Regions from separate parts of the Zea mays genome. Here region 1 is linked to region 2. A link is a contact called in public Hi-C data. All regions are on one chromosome and are shown on one strand. Each heading gives the region's core, a stretch centred on a gene start, on an enhancer-like site or on the middle of the called end of the contact. The rest is flanking DNA. Distances are from core to core; before and after follow the strand shown. Region 1 holds the start of lox1 (linoleate 9S-lipoxygenase1). Region 2 holds the start of LOC100282317.

Region 1 (7,302 bases), core at 2,710-5,209, 350 kb after region 2:
GCTCTGATTTAGCTTTCCATATCGGTGTAATATTAAACCTTTTAGATCTTCCAGCAAATTGGATTCGATATGCACTAGAAATGGAATAATCACCATTGGACGTTTATTTCCACATAATTTCATCCTCGACGGATTCATTTCTATTGATTGCTTGAATTTCCTCTCATAAGGCAACAAATTCTCTTACAAGCTGTTGCGTTGTGATCCCATGAATGAAGGTGGGAAACCCAGGAGAGCTTTCTGAATGTTCATGTTCTTTCGTCTAGATTTACTAAAGACAAGAGGAGCTAGGTTTTTTGGTGCTTGTCCATTTAACCAATTTAAATGCCAAACACTACAGGAATACTGAAGATTCCCGTCGTCCAAGTTAATTCCCGTCGGCCTTTGCTCTGGCCGACAGGAATTAGTTAACTCCCGTCGGCTACTGTACACAGTAGCCGACGAGCCTTAGGTTAACTCCCGTCGGCCCTGACGTAAGCCGACGGGCATTAGTTAACTCCCGTCGGCCTATACACTGGCCGACGGGGATTATTGCTTTATGGAGGCCGGCGGACATCCCGCGTGGCTCATTCTCCTCTCTCTCCGCTGTCTTTCCAAACCGACACCCCCACCGCCGCCAACCGCCGCCCCTAGCTACCCTGCCGGCCCCCAGCGCCCCCCCCCGCGATGGGTGTCGCCCCCAATGCCACTGCCCCGGAGCGCCGCCCGCCCCTAACGCCGCCGCCCCGGAGCGCCGCCCGCCCCCAAAGCCGTCGCCCCGGACCGTCGCCCGGCTCGCCCCCAACGCCGTGTCCCGGAGCGCCGCCTTGCCCGCCCCCAAAGCCGTCGCCCTGTAGCGCCGCCTGGCCTGCCCCCAACGCCGCCGCCACCGAACCCCTCCCGGAGAGCCGCCGCCGCCCCCAACCGCCTCCCCGAGCGCCGCCGCCGCGCCAAAGCGTCGCCGCCGCCCCGGACCGTTGAGGTATATATATTTGTGAATTATTGAATGTAAATGCGAGTGTGATTGTTAAATATGTGTATACATGTTTATTTTTGTCGGTTTTTATGGCCGACGTGAGTTAACTTTCATGTGATTAGAGTTAGTTTAATATCACATGTGATTAGAGTGTGATTAGAGTTAGTTTAATATCACATGTGTGGCTTGATGTTAGGTAAGTATTAATTCTATTATTATAATAGATTTAACTTATGCTATTGAATTGTTGAATTTGATGTTATTTATTGATTAGATTTAACTTATAATATTAGGTTGTATGAAGGTTTCGATATTGATAAATTTAATATTATTTATGTATATATATAGTTATTTATGTATATATATAGCTTTACTACTTACCTATAGATGTATGTGTGACATGTAGAAACGTGATTGTCTCACACACACTCTTTACTCGTACACACAACCGCAATAATGGGTGATAGACGTGATTGGATGTATAATGGTTTCAAGAAGGGTTGGTGCCACACAAGTGAATGGTTTACCAAGACGCAAATGTTTCTGGACCATGCAACTGCTTTGTCACAAATAGATAATATTAGGTGTCCATGCAATAAATGTAGAAATATGACGAGCCACACCAAGAGGCAGGTCACACTACACCTGTGCTCACATGGTTTCGTGCCAGGCTATAAGGTCTGGTAGCTCCACGGTGAAGATGTTGAACGAGCAAAGCAGCTCTCCAGGAGGGTATGCTATTGAATTATTATAATAGCTCTAACTTATGAAATTATATGGTTGACACTAAATTGATTATGCAGTAATCACAATTTTTGAATCACTTATAGATACTTACTCTTCGACAGATTCATTGACTCGTCGTCGGTGAGATCTCAGAGGAAGGGTTCGTCTTCCCGTAGCTCATGCTCTCGTCGACCGAACGAGTAGGAGTTGGAGATTATGAGGATGCGTGAAGAGATATGACAACAACGCGAATTTATGGAGGCTTGCAATGCACATACCCAAGCGATGTATCAAGTGAGTATACATAATTCGAAATCTAAATTATTATATTTCAATACAACATCTTCAATAGTAAAACATATGTTTAACAGTTAATGCAGCAACAGGGCATGACAACAAATATTCCATCGCCACGTGGAGATAGGGTACGTTTGATAACTCTCGATTAATTTATACACTTGTATACTTTTTGATATTTGTATTAAAAATGTTGATATTTGCTAACTTGCATAGGTTACGCCTGAAGCGGTGGTAGTGGGTCTGATCCCGCAGGGACTGGATTTGTTGACTCCCTCTTCGCGTTCCCTCCTCCTGGTGGCGGAAACGGTCAAAGCTCTAACCACCCAAGTGGTGGTTATCTCTAAACACTTGAACTCGTGCACACTATGTTTCTTAACTCGTTGACGTTATGTTTGTGTAAACACTTGATCTTAACTCGTATTTGAAATGTTTGTGTAAACACTTGATCTTAAGTTTGTGACGTGTGAATTTTATCAATGCATGTGTTTGTAATGTGTATGTTCTGTGTGCTGATATATATGTTTTGTGTGCAATTGTGGAGAAATAGTGACCTGATTTGGTGCTTTTGCAGCATTATAGGTTAATCCCCGTTGGCGCAGTTAATTCCCGTCGGCTATGGTAAAATCGACGAGGATTAAAAATTAATCCCCGTTGGCCTAGTTAATTCCCATCGGTTGGACCAGGCCGACGAGAATTAAGGCTTATCCCCGTCAGCCCACGTGGCCAGCAAAAGTTAAGGCCAATTCCCGTCGGTTGGACTAGGTCGACGGGAGTTAAGGCTTATCCCGTCGGCTAGTCCTTGGCCGACGGGAATTACTTATTCCCGTCAGCTAACGACGGGAATAAGTTTATCCTCGACACCTGATGGCCATCGGTTTGATGCCGACGGAAGTTAGCCAGTTACCGACGGGAATTAGTTATTCCCGTCGGTTTATAGGTTATTCCCGTCGGTTTTTAGCCGACGGGAATTAACTGGATTCCTGTAGTGAAAAGAGGGTTTTGTTGCCAATACCAGTAGTAACAATCGTGGAAGCGTGGAATAAATCTCTATCACTTTTGTTGCAAGGGATCTCCAAGTTTTCCCAGGGTCTCTCGGTTTGCTTCCATTTAAACCAATACCATCTTAGTCTCAGAGCCCTAGCGAATCGCTCTAGGTCTAGGATGCCCAGTCCCCCTAAGTCTTTTGGTGAACAGACTGTTGGCCAATTGACCAAGCAATAATGGCCACCATAAACGTTTTCTGGTTACATACCTTTACATAAGAAACTTCTTTGATATCGATCAATTTTTTTGATAAACCATTTTTGAATAGGGAAAATAGTGAGGTGATAAATAGGTTGCGCCGAAAGAACTGTCTTTATCAAAGTTTCGCGGCCTGCCGATGATAGGAGCTTCCCCTTCCATCCTTGAAGGCGACTTCCAATTCTGTCGATTAGGGGTTGGACATCGATGTGCAACAGAAGGCCTAGGTATAGAAACTTTGCAATCTTAACAGGGAAGCTTTGCTGGATTTTAGCTACCGTATTCTCTGAGCAGCGAATTGGAAAGATCTCAATTTTGTTCAGGTTGACCCTCAGCCCCGAGCAACACCCAAAGATATGAAGGAACCTCCTCAGACGTGTGAGCTCCTGCTGACTTGGATTTGCAAAAATAGCAGCAGCATCAGCATTGAGAGAGCATCCCAAACACAGTTGTCTTGATACAAGTTATAAGTCCAAAGCTTGGATAATTTTGCTAACTGTTGGTCAGACTTTACAATAACTCAAATTTTGTCTGGTGAACATATGCTTATCAAGGGAGTATAGTAGTTGAAACATGGTGACGTGATACACGTGGTTTTGGTTCTAAGAAAGATGCTCGACGTGAGATATATATAAACATATCTTCATGGGCCACCAGCTGTGTCTCCCGCTCTATAAATAGCTGGCCTGCTCGCTCGATCAGCCATCACCGACTCACACTCACACAGCAAATACCCCACAAGGCCACTCCAAAGACCTAGTAGTGGAACCGAAGATGTTCGGGAACATCGGAAAGATCCCCATCATCGGCGACCTGACGGGCAGCAACAAGAATGCGCACCTCAAGGGCAACGTGGTGCTCGTGCGCAAGACCGTGCTCGGCTTGGACGTCACCAGCATCGCCGGCTCCCTCCTCGACGGCATCGGCGAGTTCCTCGGCCGCGGCGTCACCTGCCAGCTTATCAGCTCCACCGTCGTCGACCCTAGTGAGCAGAGCACCCCTCCCTTCCTGCCTCCTCCTTGCCTTCTCAGCTCTCTTACATGCATCAGTAATGAAGAGGGAAAAAATGTCGTTTTCAAGAAAAGAAAAAAAAACAGAAAGCGACAAAATTAAATTATCTACGGATGGATGCTTGAGACGAACAATGAGGAAAACGACGGCAGATGAATCCACTTTAAATCTACTAGCACAGTAAACCGGATCCAGACAAAGAACGGACCGTGTTTTTTTAGCATAGCAGTAGTGCATTTCACACGTTGGTCGTCTGACGGCGACGCTGACCGGCGCGCGCGTGCACCGTGCAGACAACGGCAACCGCGGGAAGTTGGGCGCGGAGGCGAGCCTGGAGCAGTGGCTGCTGAACCCGCCGCCGCTTCTGTCCAGCGAGAACCAGTTCCGCGTCACCTTCGACTGGGAGGTGGAGAAGCAGGGCATCCCGGGCGCCATCATCGTCAAGAACAACCACGCCTCCGAGTTCTTCCTCAAGACCATCACCCTCAACGACGTCCCCGGCCACGGCACCATCGTCTTCGTCGCCAACTCATGGATCTACCCGCAGTCCAAGTACCGCTACAACCGCGTCTTCTTCTCCAACGACGTGAGTCGTTAGTAGCCCGTCCGTTGTCCATTGGCAAACCAACCTAGGAGCAGGGTCATCAGCTGGCATGAACACGCGCAATCTCCTTCTCTACGTACACAGACGTACCTCCCCAGCCAGATGCCGGCGGCGCTGAAGCCCTACCGCGACGACGAGCTCCGGAACCTGAGGGGCGACGACCAGCAGGGCCCGTACCAGGAGCACGACCGCGTCTACCGCTACGACGTCTACAACGACCTGGGCCTGCCTGACAGCGGGAACCCGCGCCCCGTCCTCGGCGGCACCAAGGAGCTCCCCTACCCGCGCCGCTGCCGCACCGGGCGGAAGCCCACCAAGAGCGGTACGTGCGTCGTCCCCGGCCGATCCATGCGTCCCCGTGCCACCCCCTCCCTCTCTGCTTTCGTTTCCCCCCTGTCCTAACCAACCAACGTTGGTACGACCGACATACAGACCCCAACAGCGAGAGCAGGCTCACGCTGGTCGACGGCGACGTCTACGTGCCGCGCGACGAGCGCTTCGGCCACATCAAGAAGTCGGACTTCTACGGCTACGCCATCAAGGCGCTGGTGAACGCCGTCATCCCGGCAATCCGCACCTACGTCGACCTGTCGCCCGGCGAGTTCGACTCCTTCAAGGACATCATGAAGCTGTACGAGGGCGGGATCCAGCTGCCCAAAATACCAGCCCTCGAGGACCTGCGGAAGCAGTTCCCACTCGAGCTCGTCAAGGATGTCCTCCCGGTCGGCGGCGACTACCTCCTCAAGCTCCCCATGCCGCAGATCATCAAAGGTCGGTCGATCGTCTCGTCTCTTCGTGCAAATCCGGAATTTGTCTTTAACTCCTCGGAGTCTGGTTACCGATGCCGTCTCGACTGTTCTGTTGTGGCTATGCAGAGGACAAGACAGGTTGGATGACAGATGAGGAGTTTGGACGGGAGATTCTCGCCGGCGTGAACCCCATGCTCGTCAAGCGTCTCACGGTGAGGGAACACGATCAGTTCTCAACCTCAGCTCAGCTGTGCACTGAAGTTCCTCGAGTTTAATTCTGCCCGTGTTTTCAGGAGTTCCCTCCGAGGAGCAGTCTTGACCCGAGCAAGTACGGCGACCACACCAGCACCATCAGGGAGGCGGACCTCGAGAACAAGCTCGAGGGCCTGACGGTGCAGCAGGCGCTGCACGGCAACCGGCTCTACATCCTGGACCACCACGACAACTTCATGCCGTTCCTGGTCAGGGTGAACAGCCTGGAGGGCAACTTCATCTACGCCACCAGGACCGTGCTGTTCCTGCGCGGCGACGGCACGCTGGTGCCGGTGGCCATCGAGCTGAGCCTGCCCGAGCTCCGGGACGGCCTGACCACCGCCAAGAGCACCGTGTACACGCCCAAGTCGACCACCGGCGCGGAGGCGTGGGTGTGGCACCTGGCCAAGGCCTACGCCAACGTGAACGACTACTGCTGGCACCAGCTCATCAGCCACTGGCTCAACACCCACGCCGTGATGGAGCCGTTCGTGATCGCCACCAACCGGCAGCTCAGCGTGACGCACCCCGTGCACAAGCTCCTCCTGCCGCACTACCGTGACACCATGAACATCAACTCCAACGCGCGCCAGATGCTCGTCAACGCCGGCGGCATCTTCGAGACCACCGTCTTCCCGCGCCAGTACGCGTTCGAGATGTCCTCCGTCATCTACAAGGACTGGAACTTCACAGAGCAGGCTCTCCCTGACGACCTAATCAAGAGGTTAGCATTGCGCAGTGACGCTGACGCCAATACCCAATATTTACATTGGATTGCAATCACTAATAATGTGCGATATCTGCAGAGGCATGGCGGTCGCAGACCCGTCGAGCCCGTACAAGGTACGGCTGCTGGTGGAGGACTACCCGTACGCGTCGGACGGGCTGGCCATCTGGCACGCCATCGAGCAGTGGGTGACGGAGTACCTCGCCGTCTACTACCCCAACGACGGCGTGCTGCGGGCGGACGTGGAGCTGCAGGCGTGGTGGAAGGAGGCGCGCGAGGTCGGGCACGCCGACCTCAAGGACGCGCCCTGGTGGCCCAAGATGCAGACGGTGGCCGAGCTGGTCAAGGCCTGCACCACCATCATCTGGATCGCGTCGGCGCTCCACGCGGCCGTCAACTTCGGGCAGTACCCGTACGCCGGGTACCTCCCGAACCGCCCGTCCGTCAGCCGGAAGCCGATGCCGGCGCCGGGCAGCGACGAGTACGCGGAGCTGGAGCGCAAGCCGGAGAAGGTGTTCGTGCGCACCATCACCAGCCAGTTCCAGGCCCTCGTCGGCATCTCGCTGCTGGAGATCCTGTCCAGCCACTCCTCCGACGAGGTGTACCTCGGCCAGCGCGACACCAAGGAGTGGACGTCGGACGCCAAGGCGCAGGAGGCGTTCAAGCGGTTCGGCGCGCGGCTGACCGAGATCGAGAAACGCGTCGTCACCATGAACGCGGACCCTCGCCTCAAGAA
Region 2 (7,184 bases), core at 4,310-6,809:
TAGTGCATTCAAATACCCCCTAAGATGACGTGATCTGCTTCTGCCTTGAGTGCCATATGCTGCACAATGCTATGAGTGCTGCTGCTTCATTCCGCTATTAAGATGTCATGCTAAGATCGTGCGATTTGTTCACACGTGTTTCAGTTACAGCCCGCTTCTACATTGGTCATTTGATGCTCAGACCACAGTGGGACTGATTTTTATTATGTTTTTCATTTGTTACCGATTTATGACACTAAACCTTTCCTTCGTTCCAGGCAACTCTTCAGTTTGCGGGATTCTTTCTTCCTTGTTATGTAATAGCTCGTTCTTGCTATGCTTTGCAGCATCGGAGACGGAGACAGGTACACTTCCTTTAGCCTGCTATTATATTTACCACGTTCAGCCTTCTACCAGTTTGACCTCACATAAAACAGCCCTACAATGTGTTCTCATCCAGAATGTCTCCGCTGCTTTTAGCAAGTGAAGTCTGTAGACATATGTACACGTGCAGTCTATCACTCTGAATATCTATCTCCACAGGTGTAGGGAGGCTCACCTGAACCTTAAGGGCTTGTTTGGGAGCAAGTGAAATGAAGGGGATTGAGGGTGCTAGAATCCCTCACTATTTAAAATTGAATAGTGGGGTATTCTAGCCCCTTCAATCCTCTCCATTACTCTTCCTCCCAAACAAGCCCTAAAGAACACAAAGACGCACCAATTGAAGCGCCGTCTCGGCGGTACCACCGAAGATAGGAGGACTACATGGAAGCTTGCGAAGTGAGCCTCCCCGTTGTTGCTTGGATTCACCGCAAAGCATTTGGTTTCTGTCCTGAAGACGTCGGCGGTTTAATTAGGTTGATTGAGTAGCGAGAGCAGGCGCTGTGAAGCTCAAGTGTACATACGTTGAGGGGGACAAGGCCTTTTTTTTTTACAGCTGAGAGGAAGCAAAATGTAGCCTCACACATTTCTGCTGCAAATAAAAGAACAATCGCCCGTCAGCGCCTCTGAAGTTTATGCTTGGTTTGGGATTGCTGGCTTGCACCTCGCAGTTGAAGAGTAGGTAGTAGTAGTACAGGGCGGCTGCTACCTGCTGCTGCTGGACAAGTGCGTACAGAGGGTGGTTTCTGAATGGGACAGACGTGGAGTCACGGGCTCAGTGCCGCTCTAATGCTCCGTTAAGTGCCGGATTGTCTCTTCGTCAGTAATTATGACATTGCAATCGCCTGTAATTTTCAGTACACCCATCATGAGGAACACGGTGGCAACCCTCGTCACTTCGTCACTTATAACCATCTTTGTAATGCCTCGATCGGTCGCTTCGTTCGTGTCAGTCGGTGTCCCCTGTTCATTGCTGGCTCCGAATGCGCTCTCTCAGTCTCACTCACGCCCCCACACGTCCATCTAAGGTTGTGTTTGGTTTGGTTTTGGCTTTAGTCCCACTAAAAGCCAAAAGCCAACCAAAGGGTTGGATAAAAAAACAGCTTTTTCTAAAAACCGACTTTCTCGTAGTGCAAATCTGAAAGCACCCCTGTACCTGCTTTTAGTGGCTTTTCGGATGGAACTGTGAAAACATATATCAAAGAATTTTTAATGACTTTTAGTGGTTTCCACCAAACGGTTTTTAGTTTTTTAACAGCTTACAGCCTACAACAGCTTTTTCCACAGCTCACAACAACTTTTTTCACAACCACAGTCCAACCAAACAGACCCTAACCATCTTCCTCGCGCTGGCGCCTTTCTCGTTCGCATATTTTCCTTTTGTTGTCAATTCGGATGCGCGTTTATAGCCGTTCTTGTTTTTCTAGATGTAGAGATGTATCAGTTGTAGAAGTCGGATATTACTATATTAGTAACTTCATAGATCAGATGTCCAGCACAACAGAGAAAATTTTCAGATATGCTAATAAACAAAAGTCTCGCTGAATCTGCAAATTGACCTCTGAAAACGACATGTTTGCCATTTATGCAATAATGGTTATAAGTTCCTCACACTCTACAATGTCAACTAACAATCTGCATCACTAATGTGTTAGAAGCAAACCACGAAGTTCGCAGCTATGGGTGTAAATGGTACGAATAATATCTGTTCGTATTTGAATTCGATTCGTCTAAGATGCCCGAAATTCGATTCATATTCGAGTCTAGATATCCTTCAATCCGTATCCGATTTTTATCCGTATTCGTATTTTCAAAGTTGGATTTTTAAGATAACTATATACATTTAATTTGTATCTGACACAACTTAATAATATCTGTATTCAATCTAATTCTTAAGAGAAAATATGAAAAAGGTAAATCCTTCGTACGCGATTCCATTACACCCCTAGTCGCAACCAACCCCCAATGCAACTGGAAGTTAGGTAGAAGAGATATACTTCTATGTAATATTTGTTAATTAAATTTTAAAAAGGAAGCAAGTCAGGTGTATCTATCGCAGGCGGCCGCGACGGATTCCGGCAGCAAGGTTGCCGTCGGCACCGACAAGCAGGTTGCAGGCTTGCAGCTGACGTGCATCCTCTAGCGGCCGGAGTGGAGGCGAACTCTTTTTATTTTGCTTGTCTCCACCCGTTCAGATTTATGACATTGCAATCACCTGAATGTAAGTTCCACACTTAGCAGTTACAGATGGTTTGCATTATTCTTTTTTATTTTTGTAAGATTTATGACACCAAATTAGTATAGTTAGATGTACATAAAATATATTTGGTTTCAGAAGTATTCATGCTACTTTTTTTATAAATTCGGTCACATAAAAAGAGACTAACTCAAAACAACTCCAGAAATTAGCCAGGAAACAACTCGCACATCAACTACTCTTCACGGATCATAGTGCCAGATACTTACTACCTGACTGTAAGAGTAACAAACAGGTTACAAAGTATGCCGCACACACAGGCTTCTCGTACGATCATTTTGAGGTGTAAATATGAGAACGCCAATCTCATACATCAGCTACGATTTTGGTAGCAAGGTACAGGTTACGTAGGTTCTATTGGAACGTCAAACTGGAAATATTCAGGCACTTATCGCAAGAACTCAGCTGTCTAATTTCACTGGCTTCACTTTCTCCTTGAGAAACTGCCGAATGTGCTCTCGCTTCCAGTTATCAATCCTGCCAATTTCAGCCCGTTTCAGATTTTCAGTAAATGGTCCAATGAACAATTGAGAACACTGTTTCTACCAGACATTAGCTACGTTAGGCAATTGGCGCGCATATAGAAAGGTGGCAATTTATTCAGTACAATAGTTAAACCTGTCCCTTAAAGATGAATGATGCGCCAAGGTTAAATTCAGGCCACTTCAGCAAATTACCTAGTTTATTGACTATACTACTGCAACTTTATGAATCATTCCAGTAGAAGTACACTTAAGCATTGTTTCTATCAATAAAACTATGTTTTGAAGCATGCACGCACAAACAAATCAATCATTTCTTTACCTATCGTGTCAGTCATCAGAGTATTACATGAACTACATGACATTACTGCACGAGCAAGGATGATTGGAAGCAGACAACATATATAAGTGTATGTAATGAACTAAGACAGGATATGAAAAAGATTCAGCCAGGCAGTTCTTATACTATTTGCAGTAATACAAGTGTAAGAATGTAAATCAGATAGTTGGAGGTTTACTCTAGAATTAAGTAGGACTTGCCTTATGGTCTCCTTCTGTTCACCCTTGTTGTCAAGCATTATGAGCTTTGGTGGCGAACCATAAGAATAACGGGTTTCCACATATGGGAAGTCGTCTTTATCTTCTTCGAGGAAGCCAACAACTTCTGGATAAAATACCAGTTTCCTCATGCACACCTCAATAATTGCACCAGAAAATGTGAGCTGAAACAGGCAACAGCAAACAGTCAGATGTTATATCCAGTAGAACTAAAGAACCTTCTAAGACCCATGCTCATCCAAAAAAAGAGCACTGTTTAAGTCTTATTTACTGGCGCTATTCAGGGCCTCTAACATTCAAGTAATGCCTTGAACATATGTCATTATTTCAGCCCAATAAAGATCGATACTCATTTTGAAAATGATACATGTATGGTCATCCCTATAAGATCCAATAACTATTCAGTATCGACATAAACCAACATAAAAACTTGAACTGTAAATCCTAAAACAAAGAAAGGCACAGCAGGTAAAAGATATAGTCTTCCTTATGCCAATTCATGGAGATTCATAGTTAATACCTTGCTGATAGAATCATCTGAATCCTCGGTGCAACATTTATGGCAATCCTCCACCAGCTCTGCACAGAACCAAAGTGTTGTTTAGATTTGAAACAATCATATGGCATAACGCATAAATAGCAGATGTGGAAATGAGTCCACCCCTAGTTTCTTTGCTGTGACTAATGGAGTCATGTAGCAACTGGAACAAAAGATATTGCAAGAAGCAACAAACAGAGCTGGCAAAATATATTCCTCCAAATTAAAGTGTTCAGTTGGTGACAATAAGGTTGTTTCCAGTCCATTCTGATGCAGGTAGCTTCAGCTCTTTGACTCTGTCTTCAAGACTAATATTGCTCGGCTTTTATAGAAGGCAGATTAAGGCCTCGCATCATCTGGATAACACGAGTTCAGAGTTCTATAGAGTATAGAGTGCTACTAGGGGGCTAACCCAAATAGTGAGGACAATGCATAACCAGCACCACCTGATCTACAATTTCTGAGCTAAGAGCAAAACCTAAAGTTTTTTAGTCCAATCAACATAGGTTCATAAAGCCTCCACTAATCCCAGAAATCCATTTCGCTGCCCGTTTCAAGTTTTATTAAAAGAAAAAAAAAACGAACCTCTCATCAGGACTGCAAAAAAAAAGAATCGTGGGGAAATCTGAAATCCATCAATGCTCAGTGAGCTAATCCTAAAGTTCTCTCGTGATTTAATACGATTCGTCAACTAGGTCGTGGTTGGTATGTCGTCTAAAAATCGCTCTCAACAGTAACCACCCTCAATAAGAAGGTTTGGCATTTAAAGTGATCCGATTTCTAAGCCTGCCTGCAAGATACGCAGCGAACGTCAAACCGCTCCTCGCAGATTCCACATCCGAGATGAGAAAGCTGACATATTCGGAATTTCGGATCCGAACGACCCCTCCCTGCTCCTACGGCTACGTGTTCCCGGTTGAGATCGGAAATCCAATCAGCACTCAGCAGCAGCGCACCGAGTGCGTGGTGTCGCGCGCCGGAGGGACGATCCGGGCGTACCTTGGTCCTTGACGAACTCGGAGAGCGCGTTGCAGTCGGAGCAGAGAGCGAGGCCGGTGAACCCCAGGTCCTCGCACTCCCTCGCCCCGAGCCGCTCGCCGCGGCAGAGGCCGGAGCAGCACACGAGGACCAGGGCGACGGCCGCCGCCGCCACGGGGAGATACGACCGATCCATATCTCCTCCCCCGCGCCCCCCGACTAGCGTGCTGCCTGGACTCCGGAGCTGCCGCAAGCACCACCACGACGACGACGACGACGACTAGAGGCAGGCCGGCCGTGCGGTTTCCGGCTTCCCCTGGTCTTTCGAGCCGTGAACAAGCGGCCTGCGGTCCGCGGCGTAGATGGGCCTTCTCTGTATGCAAGATGCAGATACGGTCGGGCCTCGATATGGTTCGGCCCAATTTTCCATTGCTCGCTGTTCAGGTCCAGTGCGGCCGCTCGGAACTGACTAGTAGAGTATCTCTATAGATTCTGAATTCTGAACTCTGAATCTGACTGAAGCCTGGAGCCCTGGACCATCACGATCTGTGTAGTGAAAATCTGAGAAAATTGAGTGCGTTTATTGTTCGTCGCCAATAGCACACCATGCCATCATGAACTCATCGATCACGAAAATCCAGCCAACATCACCACTCGTCCGTCAGTCATAGGGATGGCAATGGGTACCCGAAACCCGATGGGTAAAAACCCTATTAGAGCATGGATATGACAGATTTTGATATCCATAAGTATTTTATTAGGTCATTTGTTATGCCCATCGGGTACGGTGGGCGTAGGTATGTTCTCTGTTGCCCCATACTCGCTGTCCGATGGGGAACCCGCTAATATATTCAAATATTAAGTATTGTGTATTGAACAATTAGATTTGAAGGCATGATTTTGTCCACAATTTTATAGAATCAATGCTATGTTTTATGTGATTTGAAGGCATGATATTGCCATTTAATGTTGAATATTGTTGAACCTATGATAAAATTAGGTTGGGTTCGATACATTTGTTATGCTGGTACTTATTTTTGTGATTCAAATAATCATGTCTATCGTAATGTTAATGGGTATGAGTACCCGACGGGTACCCGCTACCCATGGTGGGTATGTGTATGGCGTAATTTTGTACCCACGATAGGTAGTGGGTATAGGTATAGGTCAATTTTTTTCTAGTGGGTATGAGTATGGCTTCGTATGTCCACCGGGTACCTTACCCACTGCCATCCCTAGTCAGTCGCACTGATCAGCTCGCGGCAACAAAGCACAGGCAGAACTGGGAGCACGGCATGTTCCGACCACCGTCCACATGGCTCGGCCCTTCTTCTTGGGCACGCACGCCGTGTTGCCATGTGATGCAGCGAAGAGGCTCCTGCTCCTGCTCCTGCGATGCACACGCTGTCCGCTGGCTGTAATCCATGCAGATGCAGGTGCAGGTGCGTGGGTTCAGACTTGAGAGCTGGAAGCCCACTGGTTTTGAACACCGTCCTTGGCACCACTGTACTACTAGCTTTGTTTAATCACGTCGGGTCGGCTAACCATAGATTAATATCGCCGTCGGTGTCCGGTGATTGCATCTCGTCTCATGATCGATGATGATTGATGAGAGAATGAGAGCTCGCGGTTTTCACGCGTCGGTCGGTGCGGGACAGGTCAGATTTGCCATCTCTGACGGAAAAACAAATTCTAAAGTTCTCAACTTCATCAGCGGCTACTTGTTTTAAAAATTTTCCTCCTTGCGTCGTCGGGGCAGATCAGGCCTGAAAACAGCGTGACTCGATCGGGCGTCAAAAAGGTGACGAGACAAAGCCGGCCGTCAGGCAGGCAGGCTGGAATACGAGGAAGCAAGTCAATACACGGGTGCTCCTTCCCTACACCCTATCCTAGCAGGCAGAAGCTGGCTTTGGCTCGCGGAAGAGGATTAAAAGAAAAAAGTCGAAGCCATCGCTGTTGATCTAGCTGGTGGCTGCTGAAGTGGGGCGTTGGAGACCAGGAAGAATCCTGT

Evidence for each region. Hi-C and Micro-C count contacts between places; a contact is called where the count stands out from the background.
Region 1: a Hi-C map of ear shows a contact between it and region 2, with 3 times the contacts expected there. The contact joins the promoter of lox1 here to the promoter of LOC100282317 in region 2. A contact is called at or near these places in 10 of 25 Hi-C or Micro-C datasets (bundle sheath, ear, leaf and 3 more).

What each region holds. Positions count from the first base shown.
Region 1 is chr3:173,436,851-173,444,152 of Zm-B73-REFERENCE-NAM-5.0, forward strand. It overlaps lox1 (linoleate 9S-lipoxygenase1), which reads left to right and starts at 3,960. Exons shown (of 7, transcript NM_001111533.2): 1 at 3,960-4,208; 2 at 4,528-4,820; 3 at 4,923-5,160; 4 at 5,271-5,609; 5 at 5,714-5,799; 6 at 5,881-6,563; 7 at 6,646-7,302. The coding sequence starts at 3,998.
Region 2 is chr3:173,085,638-173,092,821 of Zm-B73-REFERENCE-NAM-5.0, forward strand. It overlaps LOC100282317, which reads right to left and starts at 5,560. Exons shown (of 4, transcript NM_001351129.1): 1 at 5,195-5,560; 2 at 4,178-4,236; 3 at 3,640-3,821; 4 at 2,821-3,094. The coding sequence starts at 5,369. The coding sequence ends at 3,019. LOC100194187 reads left to right here. Exons shown (of 7, transcript NM_001349849.1): 6 at 258-344; 7 at 523-1,265. The coding sequence ends at 528.